Regions from separate parts of the Sus scrofa genome. Here regions 1, 3 and 4 are each linked to region 2. A link is a contact called in public Hi-C data. All regions are on one chromosome and are shown on one strand. The core of a region is the stretch at or near the end of the contact, and the rest is flanking DNA. Distances in the headings are between cores, read along the strand shown. Region 1 overlaps PIK3R1 (phosphatidylinositol 3-kinase regulatory subunit alpha). Region 2 has its middle 330 kb from the start of PIK3R1. Region 3 has its middle 57 kb from the start of CD180. Region 4 has its middle 260 kb from the start of CD180.

The links. Hi-C and Micro-C count contacts between places; a contact is called where the count stands out from the background.
Region 1: a contact with region 2 is called in a Hi-C map of liver, with 3 times the contacts expected there. The contact joins two enhancer-like sites. A contact is called at or near these places in 2 of 47 Hi-C or Micro-C datasets (embryonic fibroblasts and liver) and 2 of 2 datasets of contacts at active chromatin or transcription factors (alveolar macrophages and skeletal muscle).
Region 3: a Hi-C map of liver shows a contact between it and region 2, with 6 times the contacts expected there. The contact joins two enhancer-like sites. A contact is called at or near these places in 1 of 47 Hi-C or Micro-C datasets (liver) and 1 of 2 datasets of contacts at active chromatin or transcription factors (skeletal muscle).
Region 4: a contact with region 2 is called in a Hi-C map of liver, with 6 times the contacts expected there. The contact joins two enhancer-like sites. A contact is called at or near these places in 2 of 47 Hi-C or Micro-C datasets (liver and skeletal muscle).

What each region holds. Positions count from the first base shown.
Region 1 is chr16:46,461,143-46,464,209 of Sscrofa11.1, forward strand. All of the region lies in intron 2 of PIK3R1 (phosphatidylinositol 3-kinase regulatory subunit alpha), which reads left to right. Among named protein-coding and RNA genes, the nearest start is that of PIK3R1, 28 kb to the left of the region's middle. Within about 2 kb of position 1,774, at least 13 of the 83 cell types and tissues checked have an H3K27ac peak or open chromatin away from gene starts, as enhancers often do. A contact at or near this core is called in liver, where this site is marked.
Region 2 is chr16:46,105,666-46,108,833 of Sscrofa11.1, forward strand. No RefSeq gene overlaps it. Among named protein-coding and RNA genes, the nearest start is that of PIK3R1, 330 kb to the right of the region's middle. Within about 2 kb of position 1,901, at least 7 of the 83 cell types and tissues checked have an H3K27ac peak or open chromatin away from gene starts, as enhancers often do. A contact at or near this core is called in liver, where this site is marked.
Region 3 is chr16:45,643,228-45,646,748 of Sscrofa11.1, forward strand. No RefSeq gene overlaps it. Among named protein-coding and RNA genes, the nearest start is that of CD180, 57 kb to the left of the region's middle. Within about 2 kb of position 2,079, at least 44 of the 83 cell types and tissues checked have an H3K27ac peak or open chromatin away from gene starts, as enhancers often do. A contact at or near this core is called in liver, where this site is marked.
Region 4 is chr16:45,843,694-45,847,150 of Sscrofa11.1, forward strand. No RefSeq gene overlaps it. Among named protein-coding and RNA genes, the nearest start is that of CD180, 260 kb to the left of the region's middle. Within about 2 kb of position 1,383, at least 1 of the 83 cell types and tissues checked has an H3K27ac peak or open chromatin away from gene starts, as enhancers often do. A contact at or near this core is called in liver, where this site is marked.

The DNA of each region.
Region 1 (3,067 bases), core at 524-3,023, 360 kb after region 2:
AGAAACATGCCCAGGGACAGCTGAGACTTGTACGCAGACTTTGTGACTTGAGGACATGTGCTTTCTAACACGACACTGTACCATCCTCAGAGTGGGGGGCGGGGGGATCTTCTAGTAGGAATAAGTTCTCCAGAAGTCATGCCATATTAAAGCAACCACAGGTTCTGAAAACAAATATTACATATTAGGCAGTAGTGGCCCATAAGTTGTAGACTTTTAAATAGTCTCACATCTCTGTAATCTTTGTCTCCTTATCCATTTAGCCTCCAATTTCAAAATCTTAAAGATACAGGTATTAAAAATGCTTGATTGGCCATTGCTTTGTTTCTGTTAAGATCAGGTGCACATCAAGCCAGAGTCTTATATAATTTGTATGAAATTTTCAACTTCTCTAGCAGTTTTCTTGCAATAGAGAGAGAATAACATGAAGTATCATAGATGATCTCATTCCATTCACAGAAAAGTACTGTGGTGTCAGAGCAGTGTCAGTGTTTGAACCTAGAGTTGGAATCTTTGATAGCAATTCCGGTCTGGAAGAATGTATGGATTAGGTAAATAAAAGCTTAATTTTCACTCAGAGAGCAGCTGTGACTAGCAGCTGAAGCTAGAACATGGATCAGGGATCTGAACTTTTCCTTGTGGCCTCTGGTTGAGTCTTCCATAGCAGTCAAACTTTGGTTTGTGTCAGGCGTGATGTAGAAAGCCAGAGGAGAAGTCCAAGGCGCTAGTGGTTTCATTAAGTCGTCAAGATGGATTTAATGATTTTATTTGGAGCATTACTTCCAGTGAGCCACAGCTGGGGGCTCAGAAAGAGAGGTCTTCCAAGGGTAGCCAGGCTCTCAAGTACTTTCCCAGGGTCAACTACTGCAATATGGCTTAACCGTAGGGCAAAAAAATCCACCCCTCTTGGAGGAATTAAGGTATCCTATGTAGCTGTGATTGGGGAAAATTCACTCCTGCGAAACGAGACGTATGCTGGGTTGACCAGATAGCCCGAAGCTGAGCTATACCCAGGCTGTCTCACATTCTCAAGGCCTCTTTCTTGAACTTGTCTTCTTTCAGACTTTACCTTCATTTTCTGGGTAAGTAGGAATGTATTTATAGGGAAAGCCCCTGGTTTGGGTTTTGTAAGCTTTCCAGAGAAAACTGGATCCAAGAGGGAAAAAGATTTGCTGACCCCTGTCTCAGAGGTTAACATTTTCATTTATGTTTTACATGACTCATTTTAAATTACAGTGCTCTACAGATATAGAAAGAAGCCTTCCTCTTCCCACCCTCCCCCAGATACCACATAATGGAAAAAAGCAAGAATTTTCTGCATAAGCAAGACTTTTTTTTTTTTTTTTTTTAAACAAAAAGCCAGTCTCTGATGGGACTTTTTTCCTGTCAGAATTCCCACTGGTCCACTGTTGCAATATTTACAAAAGGCCATGATGAAAGAGGAAAGCCCATTTTTGAGCCCTTTGCCTCTGTGTTATGTAAAACATAACTTGTATTTCTGTTCTTGGTATTAGAAAAATTGTTATTTTTGAACTTCTCTGATGGGCTGGTAAACCTGCTAGGCCTCTTAATTGTTAAAGGCTAATTTTGATTAAGAAAAGATTTGTTCCTCTGCTCTGAGTAGACACGTAAAACTTCGAAAAAGGTTTGGATGTTCTGTTTCCTGTTTTTTTAAAAAAAAAAAAAAATGTCCCTTCTTATGAACTCAACTGGATGAGAGGATGTTCCTCAGAGAAAATTCAGCTCTGGGAGGAACCATCCATGGAGGTCGTAACCTAGAACATTTTTGAAGGGAAGTTTCACTGAAACTTACAAGAGGGTGGGGTTAGGAAGGAGAAAGTTCTGTTCTACCATAGTTTTAGCTGAATAAATCATTTTACTCTGGAGCCTGGTCAGTCAGTCCCATAATTTGTAGCTGATTGTCAACAGAGGTCCTTGATGTCAGTTCACTGTGCAGGAAGGAGGTGGCCCGGGGCCCCATTAGGAACTTGTACTAAAGTTGTATCTTTCTTTCTTCCCCAGAATGTTCACTGGAGAAACTTCTTTTATCGATTGAGCCTTGGTGATCTTTTATTTCTACATGAAAACCTTTTAAAACTAACATAATTCAACTTGATCTTTTTCTTCTAGTTAGGTAGAAGATAGAATCAGCTGGAAGCGCAGTTGAAAGGAGTGTATTCGCATGGGTGCAGGACTGAGAGATGGAAAGTTCTGCTCTCTCCTTCAGTGGGACTATAAACCAGCTGTGGTAGTAAACACGGGGATCCCAGCGTTGGCAGCCCTGCTTTTGCTTTACAGACAGTTTGATTTGCCAGCCAAAAAGAAGCTACATCAAGATTAGCTCCCAGACTGGGGCTTTAGCAAGTGCTCAATTAACTTTGGCAGCTCAGGGGGAAAAGCAGGTTAGTTTGGGGATCCAGATTCTGAAGAGTGTGCCGTTGAACCGCATGAACCAGAGGACAAGAAACTGTTTAATTAAAACTTCATAAAATGGTTCCTTAAGCTTCATGGACAATTGAGTAACTTCAGTTTCCTCTCTTTACTGTTGTTTACTTCCTGCTCTTCTTGAATTGAGCATTAGGTATTCTGGTCTCTTACAATGAGAAGATTAAACAGCTGTACTTTAAATTAAAGCATTAATTTGGAGTGTTCTGTGGCTGCATTAATTATATCTTTACTAAGATTACATTCCTGTGGATTTGACAGATGTGTATAAGCAGCAGTGGGGCTTATCCACAGCAGACCCAAATTCTGTTCACCACTGAGCCTTGGCGATCTTTTATTTATACATAAAAACCTTTTAAAATTGAAATAATTCGACTTGATTTTTTTTTTTCTTCTAGTTAGGTAGAAGATAAAAGAATTGGCATAGAGTCAATTGTGGGCATATTTGCATGGGTGCAGCACTGAGGGATGAAAATTCTGTTCTTCATTCAGTGGGATATAGCGAGAAGCATGTGTTGAAAGTTTCTCACCTAAACAGGTCGTAATTACAGACTTTAGGGTTTATTTCTTTTAATTAGAACATTATGCTCACTCAGTGGTCCTTATGAAAACTTTTTTTCTA
Region 2 (3,168 bases), core at 651-3,150:
TAGGAAATTGCAGAACCAGAACTAGAACCTGCATTTTCTGCTGCAAAATTCTCTTTTTGGCATAAAGTTCAGACACTTGTCACCTACCCAAAGAAAACCACCACCACAATTCACCTAGGAACTGCCTGAGCCTCTCATGGCAAATACCATTCAAAGATAGTTACATTTTATTCTCAACCTCCCTTCTTCCTGTTCCTTTCCAAAATAGAATACCAAGCTGACCACTAGACATGACATAACAAGAGCTCAGAGCTAGAGATAAGGAGATTCAGGCTTTTCTACAAGGCCTTCACATGCCAAAAATAAAGTACAGGAAGTGTTGTTTCTCCTAGAGGAACTTACAGTCTAATCTTCTCATTGTTTGAGGGTCTAATGAAGCAAACCCCCTCTGCTGTTGTCTGCAGTGCAGGTCACTGATGGGCTCTGTGGGGGTAAACAGCAGTCTGGGCAAACCACACCATTCTCAGAGTATGTTTCTCATCTTTGAACTCATCAGGTCCTAAAGTGAATTGAATCAATGAATTTACAATCATTCTTACATTACTGCTTCCCTTTTGCCCCTTCTTTGGTCTCTTTCCCAGTCTGTAGTCACTTCCTGGCTCCAGTCACCTCTAGGATCCTGTCCCCTATTTCCCTCAACCCCCAGCAATGCCCTGTCCAGACCCTATCCTGAAGCAAAGTAAGAAAACCTTAAGATAAGTTAAATGTGGCACTACCACCTGAAGCCTTTTCTTTCTTTTTTTTTTTTTTTTTTTTTTTTTTTTTTTTAGTTTTCTACAGCATTTGAATGTACATTTAAGAGCTTTATTAGATGGTAACTTTTCCCTTTCTATGGGCTCCTGCCAGTACTTTGAGCAACTAGAAGGAAGTTCACTACCAAGTTTGTGTGGTGAATTTGGGGATAGGTGGGAGAAGAAGAAACGTTGAGTCTCATAAGGTGTGATTTAATTTTAAAAATGCTTACGCTGCTTTTTATAAGACTATCCATTTAACTAGATTTCTTTCTTGCTGACAAAAGAGGCAATTTCTGTGTATAAAATAAATCTTATTAAAACTCCTTCTCTGTTTCTGTCAAGGTGAAGGATACAGACCCCAGGAACAGCACACATTTGGATTCCTAGTGTGTGCAAATGATTGTTTATGGGATGCCGGGTGCCAAGACCCACAGAAAGCTCTTGTGCTGGCCTATAAAAGTAGAAGGAATGGAAAGCTTTTCCTGAGGCATAAAAAGTTTATTTTATTTCTTATTCTCTTTCACAGTGGTAGCTATTACTTCGTAATTTTCTCGACATTTTGTGGCAGCCAAAAATGACAGAAATAATATCCCTTGCTTACAATGTTTAGTTCCAATTCATTTTGTTTAGCTCAAGTTGCCTCATATGATAAAGGCAGCAGCTGCTAGACTTTGTGCAGAGGTCTAAACCAGAGCGAGTTCCTTTGAGTGAGTCCTTAAACAGAAAGGCAGAGCAAGTTGCCTTTCCTTTCCTTTTTCCTGGCAGGATTTTGAGAACGCAGAGAATAGCGAGAATGAATACAGCTTTAGTAATTATCATTGAAGTCTTTTTCAGTGTCCAACTGAGTAAACAACCTCTTTCAAGCCAGTCAAGCACCATTTCACATAATTGTATCTGCGTGATGCTATCTACACAGCAGGCACTCATGAGTCATAGACACAAGTCAAGGTAGGTTAGGGTATGGGACCTGCGATAACCAAGTGTCTGAGAATGGAGGCAGTCTCCCAGATCTGGGACAGGCATGAGAAGTCACCAGGAGCCAGGGACCGTTAAGTCAATGGCTTAATCAAAACATGGAGTCAGAAATCCAGGCAGGACCCAGAGGTCTGGGCATGTGCCAATGCCGGTTGCCAAGAGAAGTGGTGGCCTTGAAACCAGGGGCACAAATGTCAATAGATAAGATTGCTAACTACCTAGTAAATGATCCTGAATCTGGAGGCGGACAGTAATCAATAGATAGTGGACAACAAATGCAACATGAGAAGGAGGTAGACTTTCATAGGCTGCTTCTGTTGAACAAGAAGCAGTAGCCTTGTGCGGCTTGCCTACAGCCTTCAGATGCAAATAAGCTAATGAGAGCACTGATGTGGGATATAGCTTTGCATGGAGAAATGCCTTCCTGAAAATGTTAGGCATTCATTCATGCCCTCTTTATTTAAAGAACTTAGAGAGTAAATTATGGAGAAGTCCAAACACTGAAATATTATGATTTGCTCTGAATATGACTATTTTTTCAAGTGAGAAAGCAGAGACCCAGATAAATGCACTGACTCCCAAGGAAGCAGAGTCAGGAACAGAATATATGGCTTGGAATATACAGAACACTCCATTGTCTGGCACCATTTAAGACTTGAGTCAGCTAGGTTGATTCCATTAACTGATTATCCTTTAGGGTCTATGTCTAAAGGATCCACCTCTGGTCAGAAGGTTTTCAGGTTATCTATGAAATGTTTCTTTTTCATTTGGTGGAAACCAGAATGGAAAATCTGGATTGTTAACACTTTCATTCCTATCGATCCAAGCACCCTTTGGGGTACTCAAAGCCTACAGGAGTCTGGCCATAGAGAGTCTGAGAGTTGTGCTCAAGACAGCTTGAGCTCCAGATGTCTTGGGCACTCCAGTGTTACAGAAAATGGTAGAAAGTGTCTCAGACACAGTCTGTGCTATCTGGACAACAGATTGAATAACAGATAAAGTTTCATAAGTGGGTACTGCGATTATAAGCTTTCAAGATATAGGCAGTTATAAGCAGCTGAAGAGGTATAGAGATAATTTGGGGGTCATATTGAGTAATAAAATAATATTAATAGTGATGATGATGTGATAAGGAGGATTATGAGAGTGGCAGTTCTGATGAGATGAAGAGGAAACATGCAGTGTCTATGGGTAAAGAAGCTAACATGTATTTTTGGCATAGGAATGGTTGACCCCAGAAGGGCAGGACAAGGTCTACCTTTTTCCTTACTTCATGCTTAGTGTCTTGCTCTGTACCTGGCCCTGCATGGAAGTGCTGTTATTAATATTATAGAATTGAATGCACTGATGGCCGTAACTCATGACCATGCCAGAGATGATATGTGATTGGTGTGAATTTTGTCCCACTGGGTGAAAAAGTCTGGAGCACAGCCTTGAGATAAGCTGTGGTTTGGCACTC
Region 3 (3,521 bases), core at 829-3,328, 460 kb before region 2:
ATTCAAATTTTACTAGGCATCCTGTATGTTAATTTGCTAATTTTGGCAACTCTACTCCAAGCAGTGTTCTCTGGCTATTCTGACTTTGGTTCCTATGTACTTACCAGAGCTCCATGTCTGTGGAAGGCTTCTAGCATGTATTCACAATTTTGAGTCTTTTTACAAGAGGATAAAGTGTAAGGAGTAAATTAAGAACTAGCACCATTTACATTCTTTAATTAAATAATTATGGAAAAACTACTTTATGCCAGGAAGCATGAAAGGCAGTGTGCATGCAAAGATAAAAGTACTGCCTGTTCTCAAAGGTGCCTGGCACAGTTGCACCCCGGCCAACACACAATTACAGGGCAGCATTTTGGTGGCCACTCTGCTTACTATGTGTTGAATTCCTTGATGAGTTAGATCTGGAAGGATGACTTGGTGAGGCAGAAAGAAAATCTTTCTGGACAGAGAGAAAAAGATGTGCAGAGGCCCAGGTGAGGGAGAAAATGGGGCGTGGCCAGTAAGTTGGAAGAAGTTCATTGTTCGAGGGGGAACGTGTCCTATAAGATGACACATTGTGTATCTGGGGGCCTGGTGGTTAAACATTTACCCACTCTCCACTGAAGATGAGGTTCTGAAAGTGGATAAAAGCCAGATTCTGTCCTTTGTCCTGAAAGCTGTGGGGAACCATTGAACCATTTAGAGGAGTGTCACCCTCAGATTTATTTTTCAGAAAGAAAATTGAGAGGTTGGATTCAGGCGATAAGATCGGTGGCAGGGAGGGGTTGCTGCATTGATTAGGCTGGAGATGCTGAGGGTGGTGGGATTGGTAGGTGGACACATTCAAAACATGAACAGAACCTGTGGCCAAATTGGATACATGTTGGAGTTCCCATCGTGGCTCAATGGTTAACAAATCTGACTAGGAACCATGAGGCTGTGGGTTCAATCCCTGACATCGCTCAGTGGGTTAAGGATCCAGCATTGCTGTGAGCTGTGGTGTACGTTGCAGACGTGGCTCGGATCTGGCGTTGCTTTGGTCTGGTGTAGGCTGGTGGCTACAGCTTTGATTAGACCCCTAGCCTGGGAACCTCCATATGCCACGGGAGGAGCCCCAGAAAAAGCAAAAAAAAAAAAAAAGACAAAAAAAAATTGGATACATGTTGAGGGGGAGATGTGAACATTTCTGGCCTGGGTAACTGCAGGGGTGGCAGAGATATCCATCAAGGGAGAGGGGACAGGAAGTTAAACAGGCTTGGGGGGTGGACATCTGTCTGAACATGTTTTACCTCACACTTGGCATTTATTAATTTGGCTGTATTTTTTTTTTTTTCTTTTGTCTTTTCAGGGCTGTACCTGTGGCATATGGAGGCTCCCAGACTAGGGGTCTAATCGGAGCTACAGCTGCCGGCCTCCACCACAGCCACAGCAACGCAGGATCCGAGCCACGTCTGCAACCTACAACACAGCTCATGGCATTGCCAGATCCTTAACCCACTGAGCAAGGCCAGGGATCGAACCCGCAGCCTCATGGTTCCTAGTCAGATTCGTTTCTGCTGCACCACAATGGGAACTCCTTGGCTGTATTTCTTACTTAGCTTTTCATGTGTTCTGTTCCCTCCCCAGGTGGACTCTGATTCTTCTGAGGTCTTGGGCCTCATGAACCCACCTGGGTGAGCTCCAGAGTCTTTAACTCATTACCACTCCCTGTGAGTTCACCTCCTACACAGGCTACATGAAGCCCGAAGCACAGCCTGACAGCAGCTGCAACCACTGTGTCTGCACGGCTGAGTATGGCAGGAACTTGGAGCTGGGACCCAAGTTCACCCCGAAGATGTGTTCCTCCTCTGAGGGGAGCTGAGCACCCACACTGACCTTGCCCGCTTCTGGGAGGGACGACCTCGTCTCACAGTGGCTGCAGAGGCTTTGGGTCAGAGCGTGGTGACCGGGCCCTCAGAAACCCTGCTCTTTCTCTTTGCAGAACCCCATAAATCCTTCCAAAGGGAGTAATTCCCTCAGGATCAGGAGGGCCTTTCGCATTCCTGAAATCAGTGAAGGCACAATGTATAGGGATTTCTGAGAAAAGTCAATGTGGTGTGAGTATGATCCCTGGGTGTTACCATGCAGCAGAGAAGGCCTTTTTTTTTCCTCCATTGAATGGTGTTCTTTGCTCTCAAGTTAACTCATGCACTGGATTGGGTCCAAGTACATTTTGTTTCTTGATTTCCAGCCAGGCTTCTCTCAGTTATGGTGCGTTCTCTGCTTTGCTCCCCTCCTTCCCCGCCTCCTTCTCTCTTTTTATCAGCATTTCAACTTTTCCATGTGACTGACCTGATACAGAGGCAGACCCACCAGCCTAGGTCGGGCTTCCCCGGAGGGGGGCCAGAGGGACTCTGGATGGTGGCCCCTCACTCAGCCACGGCCCGCGCATCAAGGAGGGTCTGTGAGCGGCTGAAGCAGAAAGCTTTTGAACTCTGCCCTCTGCCAAATGATTTCCAGATGTGTAAACTCCAGCCTCCCTCTGTTCTCTGACTGTAGCCCTGCCAACATACATCTGCAGATTTCTAGTGCACAGGAAACATGAAAGAGTATCTTTTACAACATCTGCTCTCTTTCCCCAGCTCTCCCCCTCGGTCTTCTCAGACTCTGCCCCATATTTCATCTCCCCCCTTAAACAAATTCATTAAGGAATCAATGCACAGCTCCCCCTGGTCCACAGATGCCAGCTTGTCTGTCCTGCCCATCACCCCTGCTCCCTACCAAGCCTGTTCTTGGCTCTTAGGACAGTTGACCAGAGCACCACTAGAATTATTAAAGAAGCATATTGGGCTTGCTAAGGGAGAAAAGAACTGAGTTTTCTCTATTGGGCTGGTGCCAGTCCACAAGCTGTAAGAGGAGGATTTGGCTGTACAGAGGATAGAGCAGGACCCTAAAGATAAAAACACAGGTCTCCCTGAAGAGTTCACATGCGGTACCTTTTAGGAAGAGGTGAGGTCTTCTCTTAGGGCTGACCTTTTTCCACGGACGGACATTCAGTTTCTTGAAATAAGGCAGGCTGCTGTAAAATTGAAAGTATTTATGTGCAGAATGAGTTCCTTGCTTCTTTTCATCTCCTGGGGATGGCACCCACCAAGCTAAGAAGAGAGAAGAAGCTGTGTCCTTCTCATTTAATTTTTTGGCCAGGCCTGTGGCATGCAGAAGTTCCCAGGGCCAGGGATTGAATCCCTGCCTCAGCAGTGACAATGCCCAATCCTTAATCCATTGTGCCACCTGGGAACTCACAGAAGACTTGTCATTAATGTAGCTCAAAGGGGGAGAAAAGAGAGATCCTTTTAGCAGAACAGAAGAGAAGATTGTTACTGAGGCACCCACTCTCACTGGGAAATTGATTTGATCACTGTGGAAATAAATACTTTCATTCTGTCCTTTGTCCAAGTGGACCCTAAACTCCCTCTCCTGCTCCATCCCGGGGGACATGGCGTGAAGCCAAGGGACAAAATCTGGGAGGAAAAGAGGGTTCCCTATGGAAGGGAGTAGAG
Region 4 (3,457 bases), core at 133-2,632, 260 kb before region 2:
GTTGATGTCAGAGAATGTTTTGCCTCTGTTCTCTTCCAGGAGTTTGATGGTGTCTTGTCTTATATTTTGGTCTTTCAGCCATTTTGAGTTTATTTTGGTGCATGGTGTGAGGGTGTGTTCTCATTTCATTGCTTTGCATGCAGCTGTCCAGGTTTCCCAGCAATGCTTGCTGAATAGACTTTCTTTTTCCCATTTTGTGTTCTTGCCTCCTTTGCCAAATATTAATTGACCATAGGTGTCTGGGTTTATTTCTGGGTTCTCTATCCTGTTCCATTGGTCTGTATGTCTGTTTTGGTACCAGTACCACACTGTCTTGATGACTGTGGCTTTGTAATAGTGCCTGAATTCTGGGAGAGTTAACCTCCTGCTTGGTTTTTGCTTCATCTTAATAGATGCAGAAAAAGCATTTGACAAAGTTCAGCATCCACTCATGATAAAAATTCTCACCAAAGTGGGTATAGATGGAACATTCCTTAACATAATCAAAGCAATTTATGACAAACCCACAGCAAATATAATACTCAATAGGGAAAAACTGAAAGCTTTCCCAGTAAAATCTGGAACAAGACAGGTATGCCCACTCTCACCACTGTTATTCAACATAGTATTGGAAGTACTAGACACAGCAATCAGACAAACAAAAGAAATAAAGGCATCCAAATAGGAAGAGAAGTGGTAAAACTGTCACTGTAGGCAGATGACGTGATGTTATATATAGAAGACCCTAAAAACTCAACCCAAAAAACTCCTTGAACTGATTAACAAATTCAGCAATGTAGCAGGATATAAAATTAACGTCCAGAAATCAGTCGCATTTTTGTATACTAACAATGAAACTTTAAAAAAGGAATACAAAAACACAATACCTTTTAAAATTGGACCCCAAAAAATCAAATACCTGGGAATACACCTGACCAAGGAGGCAAAGGACCTAAAGAACTATAAAACATTAATCAAGGAAATTAAAGAAGAAGTAAAGAAATGGAAAGATAGTCCATGCTCCTGGATTGGAAAAATTAATATTGTAAAAATGGCCATACTACCCAAAGTAATCTACAGATTCAATGCAATCCCTATCAAATTACCCATGACATTTTTCACAGAACTAGAACAAACAATCCAAAAATTTATATGTAACCACAAAAAACCCAGACGCAATCCTGAGAAACAAAATTTTCTATTTTCTTATATACACTGCCTTCATACACCACCACAGCTGCTCCAGTCTCCTCGTTGATCCTCTCATTACACATCCACACAGAGAAATATTTTTTTAGGATTAGTGTGCTTTTGGTCATGGCAGAGTAACTAGTAATGGACTTTCCCCTCCACTGTAAACAAGTAGGAACTTGGATGAAATACCAACCAACAGGTTTCAGACATCAGCCAAGTGACAGGATTGCATCCCATGAGGCAAGAGAAACAAACAAGGTGAGCCCTAGACTGACACAGCTTTCTGCATGTAGGTGTTCAGTGGATCCTGGCCCGGAGAGAGGGAACTCAAGGGAAGCATCAGTGTCTTCACCAAACTCAGGTGACAGATATCAGAGTTTGTGCAAACAGAGACAGCTAGACATGGTAGACAATAGTAGAGTACCAGAAGAATGGAAGCTTCTCAGAGAAGGAGCTCCAAGACTGCAAGGGAGTAGAGGTATGGGGTGGGTGACTCTTGAGTTTTCAAATGAAAACTTAAGTGTATATGTACAGCAAGAAACACTAGGAGAGCAAAGAATGACCAAAGAATAAGCCAGACAATTATGAACAGAAAGCCATTCTAGTTTTAACCTGCCAGGAAAGAGAACTCAGTGGACACCTAAGGCATTCGGTAGAGATTCCTGAAAAGTCAGACATCGTAAGTATGGCCAGATTAGACCTGCCCTAACAAAGCCTAGGAAGAAACCTTAAACGGTCAAGCGGATCCTTTCAATTTAACTGCCTGACAAGTTGAAAGGAAACATTTTTACAATGAAGACGTCATTTAAATATACAACAACATAGCATAAATAATGCAGCATCCAGTTCCAAACTTTGAGGGGTCAAAAGAAGCAAAAATATGTAACCAGTAATCAAGAGAAAATTCAGGCATGATAAATAGACCCATCAATGATAGAGGTGATGACATTAGAAGACAAAGACTTTAAAACAGCCTTTAAATATTCCACAATTTAAAATAAAACATAAGCATAATGTGAAGAGGAATGAAGGATATATTAAAAAAAGAACCATGTGGAACTTTTGAATGATGGACTTGCACCCAGAATATATAAATAACTCTTATAATTCAGTAATAGTAAATTAAATGAACCAATTAAAATTAGCAAAAATTTAAAGGCATTTCACAAAAACAGATCTACAAATGGACATTTAGACATGAAAAGATACTATCATTAGACATCAGAAAAATGTAAATTAAAACTATAGTAAGATACCACTGTATGTCATTAGAATAGATAAAAACAAACTGAGAGTAACAAACATGTCTGAGAATATGGAGTTCTGGAATTCTCATTCATTGCTGCTGGTACTATAAAATGGAATAACCAGTTTGGAAAATAGTCTAGCAATTTCTGAAAAAAAATAAAATATGCTTACCATATGATTGAGAGAAGTGGACCTTAAAACTTTACATAAAAGCTATTGAACATTAAGAAGAAAATATTCCTTCAGCCTTTGCCACTGTATATCCCTTGGCTTAATGAACTCCTAGTCAGGAGAATCTAAGTTGCAAAAGTTTGTTCAAAGGTAAACTAAGGCATATTAAAAATTTTAAGAGTTTATTTGAGCAAAAACTGATTCCAGTAGAGCAGCGCCAAACTGAATGTGGTTAAAAGAGCTTTAGGGACAGGAGCCGGGGAAAGACTTATAGAGGAAAAAGTGAAATCAAAGTAAGGGAATTGTTTGGCTATAGCTTAAAGCCTACTTGGCTCTTTGTGATTGGTTGTCCTTAGGTTTCAATTTCTTAGCATTTATAGCCTTAGATTTTGGTTTTCTTATGTAGGTTCCAAGCATTGGAGCCACCTCAGTCTCATAGCCTCCTTGATTAGTTAACAAGTCCAGGCACTTAAGTGCTTAGGCAGGAGCTCCTCAACATGCAAGGAGTGGGCAAGTCACAGGGTAGATCAAGCTGGGATCATCTCTAGCTCTCAGAGGAAAACTCATATATCATCATTACCACTGTGTCATAGCTATAATATTCTTATTGATTATTCATTGTATGTTGGACACAGCTTCTCTTTCAAGAGTTACGCTGTCTTATTAAGAAGGAAAACTCATATGGAAAGTGACATCCTAACAGAAGTACACAGTGTTATGGGAATCTGTGTGTATTTCTGACAGAAGTGCTGACCCTTCATTGTGCTCAATGTCAGTCTTAATTCCTCAAGTTTAAAATAAGGCCAAGGATAACCTCTTCAATGTCTGTTGTATTAGTGGTGGCACCTAACCCAGAGCTACAAAT